Linked DNA regions of Mus musculus: all the other regions are linked to region 3. Evidence: chromatin contacts called from public HiChIP or PLAC-seq data. All regions are on one chromosome and are shown on one strand. Each heading gives the region's core, a stretch centred on a gene start, on an enhancer-like site or on the middle of the called end of the contact. The rest is flanking DNA. Distances are from core to core; before and after follow the strand shown. Region 1 has its middle 14 kb from the start of Gm35249. Region 2 overlaps Lhpp (phospholysine phosphohistidine inorganic pyrophosphate phosphatase). Region 3 holds the start of Zranb1 (zinc finger, RAN-binding domain containing 1). Region 4 overlaps Lhpp (phospholysine phosphohistidine inorganic pyrophosphate phosphatase).

Region 1 (3,434 bases), core at 864-3,363, 380 kb after region 3:
ACACCTGGCTCAACCTGTTCCTTTTAAATGTTCATGAAACATCTGGTCTTTATAAGTTGCATCAGGGTGGGTAAGGATAAGACCTTAGGTGGAGGGCAACATAAGGGGAAAAGGGTTTCCCAGAAGAAACCAAGCAAGATTAAGAGAGCAGGTGTATAAAAGAGATCACAAGTGTGTGTGTGTGTGTGTGTGTGTGTGTGTATGTGTGCGTGCACGCACACATGCCTCTGTATGCACATGTGTGTGCACAGTTGCATGCAGGAGTTTCCAGACCATGACAGATAGAGAGCCTGCAATGGAAGTCCATGTAGCTGTGTCATGCTCTTCTGGTGTCTTTCATGAGAGGAGCTCTGAGACTCCTCTCATGGGGATGTGGACACCTTTTTATGGTCTGCTCTTAATGCAGGTAAGGGGTTTTCACCCTCCCTGTGCTTGGGTGGACACCAGCCATGCTTATCCTAAGAAAAGTTATTTTTATTTTATATGTATATGTGCGTATGCCTGAGCGTATGTTTATGCACCACATGCGTGTCGGTACTTCAGGAGGCAAATAGAGGGTGTTGGGTCTTCCTGGAGTAACAGGAGATTGTGAGTTGCCCTCTGTGTGTGCTGGGAACTGAACCCAGGTTTTTTGCAGAGTAGCATGCCCTAAACGCTGTAGTTTTACAGTGTCATTATCTGAACCCTAAGAGCAGAACTTGGGTTAAAGTGGTTCAGCCTAAGCACTGACAGTTTGTCCTAGATGACAGCTTGTCCTAGATGACAGCTCGTCATATAAACTGGCGACATCACACTTGGAAACCTGCTGATCACGGTAGGATCCCCCCAGGCTAGCAGGTGGTAGGTGAGGGGTTACTAATATAACAGCCCCTAATCTGGTTTGCCTTAACTACTAATTTATGGTTCCTGGGTTCTAAGCCTTGTATTTTATAGTAACACAATGGAACTGACTTCAAGATGTGTATGCACACAGTGCATAAACTCCCAAGTTTTTCCTAGAGAACACTGTGGCAGCCCTGTCTGTGTGCCCCAGGTTTGTTCTTTTGGAGTGTACAGGCCCAGACAGAACTTGTGAGCATGAGGGCACACAGCTGTGGTAAGGAGCCTGCCCGGGTGCCTTGATGACTATGAATATCGAGGCCAGCTTCAGTTTTGTTTTGAGCTAGGCTGACCTCAGGCCAGCTCACTCTTGTCTATTCTTTATGAAAGCAGGCGAATTAGGCCCACTTTCCTTCGCTCACGCTGCCCACTGTTTTTTAAAGTGGAGTCGGATGCCCTATGAGTCTGAGCTCTTAGTTAATGGGAACCACGGCCAGCTGGTCCCTACACACCTTATGAACCCACAAAGGAGCCAGACTGAGACCCTGGTAGGTTTCTTGGAGGAACCTGCCAGAAAACACCCACCATCTTCAGTGACATTTCCACTTCCCATCTTGGGTTTTTAGATTCCCTTGATGACTTAGTCTCCTTTGAAGTCAGTTTTCCCGGGGGGAAAAATGGTCCGTTTCTGCGGAGAGGGACCTTCGAGTTCTGTAGAGTAGTTAGGGATGTCTTGAGTCAGACTTAGAGCTAAGCACTGGTAGAGGAGGCCGAAGACGTATTTGGACAGCAGGGGGCACTGCCGGCAAAGCATTGCTCAGGTTTCAGCCGCGACGCGCGTGCGCGCAGGCCAGGGAATCAGCACTGAGACCAGGAGCCAATGGGTGCAGGGGATGGGGTGGTGTTTCAGGGGTGGTGTTAAACTGTTTTCTTCCAGGGCTCGCTGTCCTTTGCTGTTCCTTGGTTGCAAATCTTCTTGGCTGCAGACTTCTGTACTTTCATAAAACTTGGTTGTTAGTGTGCAGACTGAACGCACACTTTGAAAACAGTTGAAAAAAATGCAGAAACAATTCCCTCTGCGGCGCCGTGACTGTTCAGGTCTGGGTTCTCCCTTATGTGCTCTGGGTCCCCGGTCTTTTGACTGGTTAAGGGGTGTGAATCATGTTCACCCACTTGTCGCCCAGTGCACCTTATCGGTGCCCATCCTCTTGCCCCGTTCAGAAGACCTGGTAACCTAGCCCGGGCCACTTCCCTGGGGGCGACTATCACCTGTGCATTCTCTAGGAGGGAATAGAGGGCGCCCTAAGCCTATGGAAAGGGCTTGCAGCGTGGAAAATGAAGGCTAGGGCTAATGGTGTGAGTGGTAGGAAGGTGCTCTTTGGTTGCACTTGGTTTTCTTGCACTTTGTCTCTGCCACCTCACTGTGGCCTCCCTCTGTATGTGGCTCAGTCGACAGCTGTCTATCTACCATTACATGGTGATGACCTAGACAGCCAGGACTGGGAGGCCCTGGGTGTGTGAGCGCTGAAGGAGAAAAGAAATACCTTTTCTCATCCACCCTGTGGTCATGGCTGAGGCCTCTGCAACAAAATGATTAACAAAGAGAAAAGCATACACATTTATCTAATAGAAATTTTATGACGCCTAGGAGCCTTTAAAGGAAATGAAGAATGGAAGAAATGGTAAACCTCTGCATTTGTTTTTTTTTTTTTTTTTTTAAGCTGTGGTTTTATCCTGTGAGAACAAAACAGACTGTGACTGGATAGAAGTATGTGATCTAATGTTGATAAACTGGGGGCCTTATGAGGTCTGCTTGTTCAGAGTCTTTTGTGTCCTTGATGTCAGTGTCAGGGACTTTACTTCTCATTAGGGGACACTCCTCAAGTTCTCATGGACTCCTGCACGTGGAGAAGAGTCCTGGCGGGAGTTCTGAGGAGGGGCTCTTTCCCTTCCTGGCAGGAGCGAGATGGGAGAGGGTTGCTTCTGAGGCAGGAGGAGACTGGTCATCAGCTTTGGACATGCCAGGCAAACTCTGGAGCCTTAATCTCTTCCTTTAAAAAAATGGGGCAGCAGGCTCCTCCAGGGAACGGAGGACACATCGAGGAGCGTGGCTTCAGTTGAACCTGCTGGAGGCCTGGGTTCTAATCCCAGGTGTCCTGCTCGGGGCTGCTGCTCCTGCCCCCTGGTCTCCTTCTGATGAGGGTTGAGTGGCAGAGTATGTTACCTCTCAAAGAGGATCAGATCACATCATTTCTGCAGCAGCCCCCAAAGCCAGTCTGGAGGAGGAGCCAGGCTGTGAAAGGCAGTCAGCTCTGACCAGAGGAGCCGAGGCCTGACCTCCATGGAGCGGGTACTCTGACAGCATCTGTGCTGTGGAATTCAGCTCTTATGTCCCAGGCTTGTGACCCAGGACTCCTGTCTCCAGCCCGAGTGGCCCTGTGTGGTTCTGTGTGTGGCTGTGTGGTGGGGCGGGGACATGGTCCCTTACTCTCACTTGTTTGAGTCCCAGCTCACTTCAAGAGACTGTTCTTTTGGCATAGTGATGGTACTATTCCAGGTGGAGAGAGGTTCTGCCTTCCTCTCTGGAGGAAACTTAGCCTCAGTGGGTATCTAAG
Region 2 (3,674 bases), core at 292-2,791, 300 kb after region 3:
CTGAATCATACTGGGCCAGTGTGATCTTGAGTGAAGTGTGTGGCTGGAGATGGAGTCCCTAAGGCCAGTCACATGAGGACTGTGTATTTAGATGACCAACCAGCCCTTCTCAGAAGAGTGTAGGCACCAAAGCTCCCTCCAGCATCCCTGTTACCAACCTGCAGTGTCACACTTCACTGCTGAGTCAGTGGAACACATCCAGCATAGGGACAACTGGGATATCACTCCTGGCTTTTCCTGCCCTTTACCCCGAGCAGCTCCTCCCTTCTTGAGCTGAGCTGTGGTCTTTCACTGTACCCAACTTTGATTCCAAGGATTCCAATGTCTCTCTAAGTTTTGGGAGCCCTTCCAGGGAACCAATGAGACCTAAAGTGGTCTTTGGGGTCCCTGGATCAATTATACATTGGTATGCTCTATTGGTATGAAATCCTAAATAGGTACATTTATTTACATTATCACTAATGACTGTCACTAAGGGGGCAGGGCTGGAGACTGACTGAAGGGCGTGCAGGAAGCTTCAGGGTGATAATATTGGAGCTCTCTAGGGGCTGTGGGATTCTAGGGGCATGAAAATTAAGGCCAGCGAAAGAGCAGTAGAGAGCCAAGCCCAGGCCCACACCTTTAATCCCAGCACTCGAGAGGTAGAGGCAGAGGCAAGAGGATCTCTGTGAGTTGGAGGCAAGCCTGGGCTACAGACTAAGTTCCAGGACAGCCAAAGATACACAGAGAAACCTTCTCTTAGAAAAATAAACAAACAAACAAAAAGTGTAAGAGAGCTCTGAGCTTCTCACTGCATGTAAAATCTTACATCAGCAGAAAGCAAACTGACCACATACTGAGCTCTATGAAATGCTGAGGACGGTACCAACATCCACTGGGGAGTGACGCAAAAGTAAAACTAACAGACAGATAGAGGCACGAATGGACACAGAGCTAAGAAAACACTATGGAATATCTTTCTCTATGTCCAGGAGGTGGGAAAAATATTTTAATTGTGCGTGTGCACGTGTGTGCATGCTTGTGGAGGTTAGGACAATATTGGGCGTCTTCCTCAACGGCTCTCCACCTTGTCTGCTGATATATCTTACTGAGCCTGAAGCGTGCTAATTGGGCCAGACTGATAGCCAGCAAGCCCCAGGGATCTTCATGTCTCAATTCTTGGATTATAGGGGTACACCGCTGTGCCCAGCTTTACACACAGCTGTTGAGGATCAAACTCAACTCCTAGTGCCTGTGTAGCAGGTATTTTACTGACTGAGTCATCTCCATACCAGCCCCCAAAGTAAATGTTTTTGAGGTTGGTTATATATTTGAATATTTTCATAGTAAAGTATTAGGAAGAAAACATCAGTAATAAAACCCAGAGAAAATCAAAGCCTAAAACCAGGTGTTTCCTGAAAACACGGGCACGGCAGCAGCACGCGCCCCCAGCTCTGTTATGGCGGCTGGATTCCTTGGTTAGCACCACCTCTGAGCCAATGCTGCATTTGCCCCAATTCCTCTACTCCTCGTACATGCCTAGCAACCCTGGCAGCGCTCCTAACTACAGACAAAGGATGTGAGCAAGATGATTTCTAAAGGCTGAGCGAGCATGACCATGCCAGGGCAATGGTTCCACCCTCCAGCCTTCCAGAGAGCGCTCTCCTCCTCAGATGAGTACCCTGCCCAGAGATTTGTCAAAATGAAACCGGTATTGACGGAGGAAAGGAAAAAAAGAAGGAAGGAAGGAAGGGAGGAAGGAAGGAAGGAAAGAAGGAAGGAAGGAAGACAAAAAAGTGACCTCAAGAAAACCTCTCCCTCTGCTTTGTTCCACAAAAGCTCCCCACTGAGGGCTCAAGGATCTCTGGTCTTGCATTCTGACCAAAATCATCTGGCTTCAGACCTTGCTCCAAAGCCATCTGCAGATTTCACCAAACAGCAGGACCAGCTATCACTGAGGCAGCTCAAGGCTGTGGGTGGCAGTTTCTGGAAAGCTATGAACTGCAAGCTTGATTTGCATACCTTCATATTCACCCCGCGCCCTTCCTTCCTCCTTTCCTCTCTCAATAATCCCTTAGGTGAATCCCTGACCTCTTGCCTAGATCGAAGAACACCACTCAGGCTTTCCTCTAAGGAGCATCCTGAAGCTAGCCTTGAGGCTGGAGGTTAAAGTTGAGGCCTGATCTTACCTCTCCCCCATCCCCCAGCAGGAAGCCTCAAGAATTCTGAAAACTCACAAGTGTCACGGAAGAAGTCAGGCTTGCTGTGCATGTGTTTCTCATGGTTTGGCCCAAGGGGCGTGTGTGTGCATGTGTGCATGTGTGCATGTGTGCATGTGTGCATGTGTGCGTGCATGCAAGCCTTCTCCTCAGGCTTTACCTCAAAAGTCAAGCCCAAGGCAGGCCTACCTTCATGGATAAGCAAGTGTGGCCGCAGGCCTCGCTCCTTCAGGATCTGGCAGGTGGCTGGTGCAGGGGCAGTCACCTCTTCTTCTGAGATGTCAAACCCCAGCTGCTGAAGCACCCCCACCAGCTCTCTCAGGGATTTCTGGGACTCATTGGTACAGAACCTCACTTTCAGCGGGGACTGTTTCAGTCTAGGACAGGAAAACACAAACGAGAATGTGTTCAGCACAGAAGAACATTGCCTCCTGAGGAGAGACCAGAGAGGGACTTTTGCAAGGGCAGCTGGTTAAGAAGCAGTGTGTACCAGACAGACACAGATGTGTTCAGCCTAGGATTTCACAGCTGGAATAGACCACTACTTGACACAGAAAATGCTGGCAGACCACATCTCCAAATGGCTTGTCTATCCTCACATGATGTGAGTCAGATGAGACTTCCCAAGGTCTCCCTACCTCTGCTTGGAACACTTCATCCCAACCCCACTGCAGACATGTCACCTTTCCACCCGGGCCACATTTATCTGGCACTCCAGACCACACACACGTTTCTCATTCCACGGTGCTTGCATTCCCCACGTCTACGAGTTACTAACTCTGGATCCATACTTCTTCAACGGGGCAAGGCAGAGGTACCAAGCTGAGGTTTGACTTCTGGCTAACATCAATAATCAGAGAACCCCACTCTGCACAAACCCAGCATCTAGGCTCCATAAAACTGAGATGCACTGAAAGCCAAGAGCTGTTGAGGGTTGGTCTGACGCTGTGTATGCAAATGCTAAATTCTGAACCCCAAGATCTAGTTGTCCCCAGGCCTGCCCTTGTTGTATAAACCCCAATGTAAAGTTTTTGGTTAAATAAAAGTGATTACAGACAATTACTGCGAAAGAATACAGGTAGGCGTGGCCTCGCTTACCAGGCTGCAGGTTGCAAGGAGAGAAAGAACAGGAGAAAGAAGAAGAAAGAAGATGAAGAGAGTAGGAGGTCTCCACTAGACATGATGAACCAGGAGCTGAGCTGAGAGAAGGCCATTCTGACGACTGAGGGAGTAGAAACAACCTGGGTGAGACACAAACAGCAAGGAACCTAGGGGACACAGCTAGGAAGTAGCCAGTCTAGCATAGAAAAATAGTCTGAGCCGGGCGTGGTGGCGCACACTTTTAATCCCAGCACTCGGGAGGCAAAGGCAGGCAGATTTCTGAGTTGGAGGCCAGCCTGGTCTACAAAGTGAGTTCCAGGACAGCCAGGGCTACACAGAGAAACCCTATCTCAGAAAGAAAGAAAGAAAGAAAGA
Region 3 (3,481 bases), core at 5-2,504:
TGCGGGGTACAGGAGCCACTCATTATATAACACTTCCAAGTATTTGTACATCACGTTTATTAACACCATCACAGGTCAACTATACAGAGACCAAACATTGCAAGCAGTGGAAAGAACTTATAAAAATTGACTTAGTGGGTAACCGAAAGGGGAAATCGAGGGGTTGAGATACAAAATTCTAAGCAAGGTGGTTTCAAAACCAGCGTCTCCAAGATAATGGGCGGGTTCAAACTTCTTGCTTAACGTAAACTGCCTCTCCCCGGCGCTAACAGCAAGTATTACAGCTCTTTTGTCTGTGCAATGACCAGCCAAATTAGAGCAGAAAACCAAAACAAAACAAGAAAACCCACAAGGTAGGTGCACAGAGCGATCGTTACCGGGAGCGGAGTTCCAGCTGCCCATGGCCACCAGACATCAACTTTCACCCTGATTTGCTTTAGGCAACCGGAGGCCAACGTATGAGGGGAGAGAAAGTGGACAAGGGACCAAAACACAAGTTTGGGGACCAGCACCAACTTAGAGCGACAAATCCGGGTGTTTATGGCCTACTAAGAGGTGGGAATAAGACCCACACACTCGGACTCGGGAGGGATCCCAGTTGCCGGAATGAGGCGGGCAGAAGGGCAGCGCCAGCCGCTGACGAAGGCGGCCAACTGAGGTCGGTAAACAAGCCGGGCGGCCACTCTCCCTCATCCTCCGGGTTGTCCCCGCGCTGGGAAGCCCAAGATGGACGCGCGGCCGCGGACAACCCCGGGCCTGCGATGCGCTATCCCGCAACGCTGCCGCCCGGAGGCTCGGCAGCCTGCTCCCCGCGACGCCCCGTCAGGCCGCGGTCGACCCGCGAGGGGCCTGCGGCGCGGCGCCCCCAACCCAGGCCCGGTTACCTGGCGGCCGCGGATCCTCCTCCTCCCCGTCTGACGCGCGGCGCCCGGCGGCCGCGGCGGCGGCGGCGACTCCCGCACGGCCAGCGGCGACGAGCCGAGCCCGGCCCCTCTCCGCCTCCCTCGGCGCCGCCGCCCACCCCGCTGCTGCCGCCTCCGCCCTCCCGCCTCAGTCAGGACATGTTCTCCGCGGGCCCGCGCGCGGCTCCCAGCGGCCCGAGGGGCGGAGAGGCTGCGCGGAGGCGGGGGCCGAGGCTCGGGGACAGGGGCGGAGCGGTCTGGGGACAGCCTCGGGCGCAGAGGACTCCGAATGGCGGCGGTCAGGACCCTAGAGCTAAATAAACCCCGCGGCGGCCGCACAACGTCAGGAACTGGACCTCGCTGCTCACCGTCCTGTGATTGGTCCCGAGGCCTCAGGAGGCGCAGCCAATAGGCGACCGCCTCTTTCCCGGCGCAGGAGCGGGCCGCGGCCGTGACGTCAGCAGCGTGCGTCCTGATTGTGAGGCTACGGCGCGCGCGGTCCCGCGACGCGTCCTCCCGGGTGAGTGTCTTCAAGTCTAAGTGCAGGATGCACTTGGGAGGTGGGAGCCTTCTTCCCCTGGCCGCCGGCCGCTCTTTGCTGCAGAGTCGCCAGCGCTTTGAATCAAGCGTGAGTCACGCATCTGTTTGCTAACTGGGAGACCGCTTGGCCGTTCCTTCGGCGGTTTAAAACAGTTTTTAAAATTTCAATAATTTGACCCAGGCTGTCATTCTGGGGCTCAGGCTGGCCTGGAACTCTTAAACGATATTCCTGCCTCAGCCTCCCCAAGAGCGCTGAGATTACAAGCCTTGCTTACTTGGCATTTTATTTTGTTTTCAGACGAGGTTCTCTTGTAGCCCGATTTATTTCTAACCCCTCTAAATAGCTGAGACTGATCCCGAACTCTTAAACCTCCGGAGTGCTGGACTTACGCCACCACTACTCTTAGCTTCACCTAGCCCTACTTCAAACTTTTTCAAAATGTAAACTGCTTTAAAAGTAATGTGTTAAAGGCCGTAGAAATAGTTCACTGGGTAAAGTTGCCAAGCCTGACAGCCTGAGTTCCATCCCCAGTACCTACAGAGTGGAAGAAGACGACTAACTCCCACAGTTGTTCTCTGGGCTACACACAAAATAAATAAATGTAATTTTTAAAAAGATAGTAATATGGGGGGTCTGGAGAAACGGCCAGCGTGTAAGAGCACTTACTTCGGAGAAGCAAAGTTCTGCTCCCAGCAGCCACTTCAGTGGAAGACAGTCACCTGTAACTCCAGCTCCAGGGGGTTCAGTGCCCTCTTGTGGCCTCTACCAACACCCACACTCACTTGCACAAACACATAATTAAAAATAAAAATAATTAATTAGTATCTTGAAGGAACATTAACAGCAATCTGGGAGGGCATTTAGTAATTGTTTGGATACCTCAGATCCAAAAGGATGACCGTGTTACTTGAAGTTTGATGTTTCCCAAACTTGAGTGGGAATTCACTTTGTGAAGCTGTCTTTGGTGTCTTGAGTTATTTGCATAAAATGGTATAAGACAGCTGTACCATGGCCATCAAAAGAACAGTACTTTGTATAACTTCCCCTCACCAACATCTTTCACAACCAGTGGGGTGCTTCCTCTCCATAGCCATTGCTATGGAGTAGAGGCCTTCAGCAACCCCCACCTGGTCTGAGAACTTATCCATAAATTAAGTTTAAATGGAAACAACAACACAAAACAACACGTTCTCAAGGATATAATTAATTCATTTGTAGGTAGGATCCCACGCTATTATATAAAAACAGTAGTTCAGTTGACCCTTTGGAAACACTTTGTTTAAGCACTTCCTCTTCCTGAATCAAAGCTTTACAGCATGCTGCCTCCAAATAAACACCAATCACACGGTAAGATGTCCAAGTTGTAGTTTATTTTAGTCAGAAAAGGGATAGGACTCAGAGGAAGCTTTTAAATTTGATTTAATAAATGTCTTGTAAAAAAAAAATCTGCACCAAGAAATAAACACAAAGATAAGGAAGACCATCTTAGTGGTAAAAATGATAGCACGGAAAGAGGCTAAGTCAAAATAACCACAATGACAAAATGGGATTGCTAAGTAAATTAAAGTGAAAATCAACTTATAATTGAAAAGGAGAACAAAGGAAAAAAAAAACTGCATTGAAGACAAAAAGACTCTTGAGAGGCATCTAGTAGTTCTCAGACCTGAGGTGATGGATCAGTATATAAAGTGCTTTGAGTTCAGTCCCCTGAATCCATGTAAGAAAGCCAGGTTCATGCTTATAATGACAGTGCCAAAGGAGAAGACAGGAGAACCCCTGAGCTCCATAGCCAGCCAGTTAAGTCTAGCTCCAGACAAGTGAGAGATCCTGCCTTAAAACACAAAAGTGGATGTTCCTGAAGGATGATACATACCCAAGGTATCATTTGCCCTTTTGTCCCCAGGCCTGTATACACACATAGGAACATATACAAAAAGAAAGAAAAGAATGTATTAGTTTTCAACAATGGCAACACATTAGAGTCACTAGTATGGCTTTTTAAACATGGGCTCCACCTAAGAGGAGAATCTGAGCATAG
Region 4 (3,552 bases), core at 413-2,912, 260 kb after region 3:
CCTGTCCCTGGGCCTCTCTCGCTGAGATACCAGAGGGTGGCATGGTAACTGCCCATAACAAACACTGCACAGCTGCCAAGGCTGGAGTTCCAGGCCACCCAGGGACAGGATGGGCCTCCGAGCCTGGTAACCGAGGCCCTCCGAGGACAGCAGAGGTCGCCCTCGCCTTTGTTGCCTTGGTTTTCTTGGCTCCTGAAGGCAGAAAGGTTTCTCTCCTTCACTCTTGTAACCAGATCATGTCGGCTGCAGCTGGAAGTCAGCAGCCTTGGTCCTGGCTCTGTCAGCCATCCTCCTTAGCTGCCGCCTGACCTTCAGCAAGGTCACTGTCCTGAGACAATGAATGGGATGCTTCTACCTGGATGTGCCAGCAAGTTCTCGCCCCACCCCTCCCTTCTTGCTTCCTTGTTACTGTTGGGGTTGCCATGTAGCCCACTGCCTCTTCAGCACTGGGATTAGAGGTGCCCATCATCAAACCTGGCAACCAGACCCCAAAGGACACAAGATCTGAGTGATAGCCTGGATATCTAGATACAGACTTTAAAATAGTGCTGGGAACTAAACCATAACCCTAAATAAAACCTGCAGCAGAGCCTGCAACGCCTTTAATCCCAGCACTTGGGAGGCAGAGGCAGGCAGATTTCTGAGTTCAAGGCCAGCCTGGTCTACAGAGTGAGTTCCAGGACAGCCAGGGATACACAGAGAAACCCAAATAAGTAAGTAGGTAAGTAAGTAAATAAATAAATAAATAAATAAATAAATAAATAAATAAATAAATCTTGCAGCAGAGACACACTGGTGGTTGTATTTGGGAGATTACAGCTTGTGCATAGATGCCTATATTCTTTTTACAAACATTTTCTTTCTTTCTTTCTTTCTTTCTTTCTTTCTTTCTTTCTTCCTTCCTTCCTTTCTTTCTTTCTTTCTCTCTTTAAAAAAAGGGGGGTCATGAATTTGAGAGATTGGGAGGTGAGAAGAGCAGGGGTGGAAGAAGGAAAGGGGAGGAAGAAAATGATGTAATTATATTTTAATTTAAAAAATACCTGAAACTTTTTTTTAATTTATTGGATGATACATATGTCATAGAACCCATGCCAAGGGTGTGTGTGGAGGTCAGAGGACAGATTTTAAAAACAAAAATGCTTCTCTCTTTCTACCATGAAGATCCCAGGAATTTATAATTCAGGTTGGCAGGCTTGGCAGCAAGCCCCTCTAGTAAATGAGCCATCTCACTGGCCCAAGGGTCTTCACTCTTTTATAGACTCCCACTGAAGGATGGCAAGGGAAGATGGCTCTCACTTCTGTAGGCAGATGTAGAACAAGTGGGCAGACAGGCAAAACCCTCCAGTGTAGCCAAAAGGTACTGTAAACCTGAAACTCCCCACCCACACGGTTTCTTGGCATGCTACAAGCCAAGAGAAGGAGAGCGAGGGTGGCAGGGAGGAAGTCTCTTCATAGCCTCAGATGGGTCTCACTGATGCTTATGGAGCACAGTACAGGGCACTAGAGACGTGTGGTGCAGGGCACAAGCCACACCACAGGGTGACGGCACTGCTGTGGAACCAGCACTGTCTTCTATGACAGCTGTGGCTTCACTCAAGTGCTCTCTGGTCTGGTGCCTGATGGGAGTGCAGGCTGGAACAGGGCGTGTCAGGGGAAGTCAGGGCAGAGCCCAGCAGCACAACAGTTGCACCAGTCACGAGTTCTCTCACAGCTTGGCAGGTCAGGCCTTCCAGCCCAGAGCAGCTGCCAAATGGCTTCCCAGGCCACATGAGATCGACCAGGTGGCTTCCTTTTTCAATATCCAACCTTTTCCTTAATAAACAATAATGTAACTCTACCAAACTTTGGAATTTAGAAACAGGAAGAAAACTCTCTCCGATTCCACAGCTGGGCATACCTCCCAGCCCAGAATCACTCCATACCCTGCCACCTCCCACTGGGGAAGCAGGGCGTGTGTCCAGCATTCACCCCTAGCAGATACTCCACAAATGCCTGCATGAAGGATGCTGACACCCATGTACAGACAGACAGACAGACAGACAGACAGACAGCTGGCTGACTCCAAGCCCCTACCTCTGCAACTCTGAAACTCCCTCCCCATGTAACATGTGTTCAAGGCCCATTGTTAGCATCTACGTTGGGTCACTGAAGCCATCTCCTTAGTATGCTACATGCAAGGGTTATTTTCTTTCTTGATACACTGTCAGTAAACTTCCCAAGGTATGTGTAGATTCACCCAGAGTTGTAAGAAATCTAAGTTACTCAATTCGCCCTAACAGCAGCATCTCGCTGTCAAAGCCAGCGTGCTGACCTCACTGGGGTGGAAGCACCTCCATGATCACCAGGATTCTTCACAGGGCGTCTTTGTTTATGTAGCTGGTTTTCTTTTCTGAGATTTATTTTTATTTATTTTATGTGTATGAGGACACAGCCGCTGTCTTCAGACAGGCCAGAAGAGGCCATCTGATCCCATTAGAGATGGTTGTGAGTCACCATGTAGTTGCTGGGAATTGAATTCAGGACCAAAGAGCAGTCAGTGCTCTTAACCACTGAGCCATCTCTCCAGCCTCTATGTAGTTGATTTTTTTTTTTTTTGAGTCATGTTTTTTATTTGTTCCTTTCTTGCATTTGACATTCTCTTTGATGACATCTTAGACTGAGAGTCGCTGCCACAGTGCTTTACCACGACACAACTGCAACCAACTGCTTTACAAGATGTCCCCTTTGGCTCCGATTCACAGAGGTCCATCTCTTTAGTTTCTTGTTATCAGCCTTAACTAGGTTGACCTGGTGCTCGGCACAAAGGGTCTCAGTAACGTGTACTCTAAGGTTCATCATGACTGGATGCAGGCATGCAAAGACGGGCTTCATGTTGGCCTAAGGGTCTGGAAGCTTCTCATATTTATGTGCTAGGTTGTCATGGATGAGACTGACACATGGTACCCACTGTGAAATCCAGAGCTGGCACTGCATATCCTAAACAGGTGCCCTTGAGGACAGTGCAGGGGACAACGATTGCTAGTGCTCTAAGAAGCAGCCTTTCAGGTTCATGGGCCACTGCAGAGCTGCTGAGAGCGTCCTCCAGGATCCAATCATAGGCTGCATGAAATAGTTCCAGCCTAGTACCCTTCTCTTAGGCCTCCTCCCTACTGGCCTCACTGCTGACTTGGTGGGTGGCCATTCTATCAATACCGCTTGGGTTATGGCCTGGCTGGAAGGGTGTGGGCCCTAGGGAAGCTAGCCAGGTCCCTGGATTGAAGCCTGGAACCCACAGTGAAGGGACTAGAGGACACGGTGCAGCTGGAGTCAGCGAGCACACATCCTAGCAGGTGCACCCAGATCCCACTTGGCTACCTTCAGCATCAGGTCAGTCTTTCCCAAGGGTCAGAGGGCAACAGAGGCCCAATACTGCCAAAGTCCAGGAGAGCTGGTGAGCATGCCAGAGTCCAGGCTCCACTTCAGATGGCTCCGTCCTGACTGAAAGACGCTGCCCTGTTGAAGGGCTCTCCACTGCTCCCTCATTTTTTCAAGCCCCCGTCTTCTCTCTGAAAC

The links. HiChIP or PLAC-seq counts read pairs in DNA pulled down with a chosen protein or histone mark.
Region 1: a contact with region 3 is called in an H3K27ac HiChIP or PLAC-seq map of thymic regulatory T cells, with 4 times the contacts expected there. The contact joins the enhancer-like site here to the promoter of Zranb1 in region 3. A contact is called at or near these places in 4 of 39 promoter capture datasets (the C10 cell line, embryonic stem cells, hematopoietic stem and progenitor cells and 1 more), 1 of 484 Hi-C or Micro-C datasets (regulatory T cells), 5 of 115 datasets of contacts at active chromatin or transcription factors (bone marrow-derived macrophages, extraembryonic endoderm stem cells, microglia and 2 more) and 2 of 9 other capture datasets (embryonic stem cells and macrophages).
Region 2: an H3K4me3 HiChIP or PLAC-seq map of pro-B cells shows a contact between it and region 3, with 3 times the contacts expected there. The contact joins the enhancer-like site here to the promoter of Zranb1 in region 3. A contact is called at or near these places in 6 of 39 promoter capture datasets (the 3T3-L1 cell line, the C10 cell line, the HPC-7 cell line and 2 more), 1 of 484 Hi-C or Micro-C datasets (bone marrow-derived macrophages), 20 of 115 datasets of contacts at active chromatin or transcription factors (the 230-238 cell line, the SCID.adh cell line, bone marrow-derived macrophages and 12 more) and 1 of 9 other capture datasets (liver).
Region 4: a contact with region 3 is called in an H3K4me3 HiChIP or PLAC-seq map of the SCID.adh cell line, with 15 read pairs. The contact joins the enhancer-like site here to the promoter of Zranb1 in region 3. A contact is called at or near these places in 5 of 39 promoter capture datasets (the HPC-7 cell line, HPC-7-derived erythroid cells, hematopoietic stem and progenitor cells and 1 more), 1 of 484 Hi-C or Micro-C datasets (liver), 17 of 115 datasets of contacts at active chromatin or transcription factors (the 230-238 cell line, the SCID.adh cell line, bone marrow-derived macrophages and 12 more) and 2 of 9 other capture datasets (adipose tissue and pancreatic islet).

What each region holds. Positions count from the first base shown.
Region 1 is chr7:132,550,155-132,553,588 of GRCm38.p6, reverse strand. No RefSeq gene overlaps it. Among named protein-coding and RNA genes, the nearest start is that of Gm35249, 14 kb to the right of the region's middle. Within about 2 kb of position 2,113, at least 239 of the 459 cell types and tissues checked have an H3K27ac peak or open chromatin away from gene starts, as enhancers often do. A contact at or near this core is called in bone marrow-derived macrophages, pro-B cells, regulatory T cells and 1 more, where this site is marked.
Region 2 is chr7:132,629,383-132,633,056 of GRCm38.p6, reverse strand. Lhpp (phospholysine phosphohistidine inorganic pyrophosphate phosphatase) reads right to left here. Exons shown (of 7, transcript NM_029609.1): 2 at 2,388-2,575. Among named protein-coding and RNA genes, the nearest start is that of Lhpp, 21 kb to the right of the region's middle. Within about 2 kb of position 1,541, at least 32 of the 459 cell types and tissues checked have an H3K27ac peak or open chromatin away from gene starts, as enhancers often do. A contact at or near this core is called in pro-B cells and stem cell-derived neural progenitor cells, where this site is marked.
Region 3 is chr7:132,928,949-132,932,429 of GRCm38.p6, reverse strand. It overlaps Zranb1 (zinc finger, RAN-binding domain containing 1), which reads right to left and starts at 1,254. Exons shown (of 10, transcript NM_207302.3): 1 at 885-1,254. 1500002F19Rik (a long non-coding RNA gene) reads left to right here. Exons shown (of 2, transcript XR_003946678.1): 1 at 1-1,422.
Region 4 is chr7:132,670,736-132,674,287 of GRCm38.p6, reverse strand. The region is part of intron 6 of Lhpp (phospholysine phosphohistidine inorganic pyrophosphate phosphatase); the gene reads right to left. Among named protein-coding and RNA genes, the nearest start is that of Lhpp, 62 kb to the right of the region's middle. Within about 2 kb of position 1,662, at least 135 of the 459 cell types and tissues checked have an H3K27ac peak or open chromatin away from gene starts, as enhancers often do. A contact at or near this core is called in the SCID.adh cell line, adipose tissue, bone marrow-derived macrophages and 6 more, where this site is marked.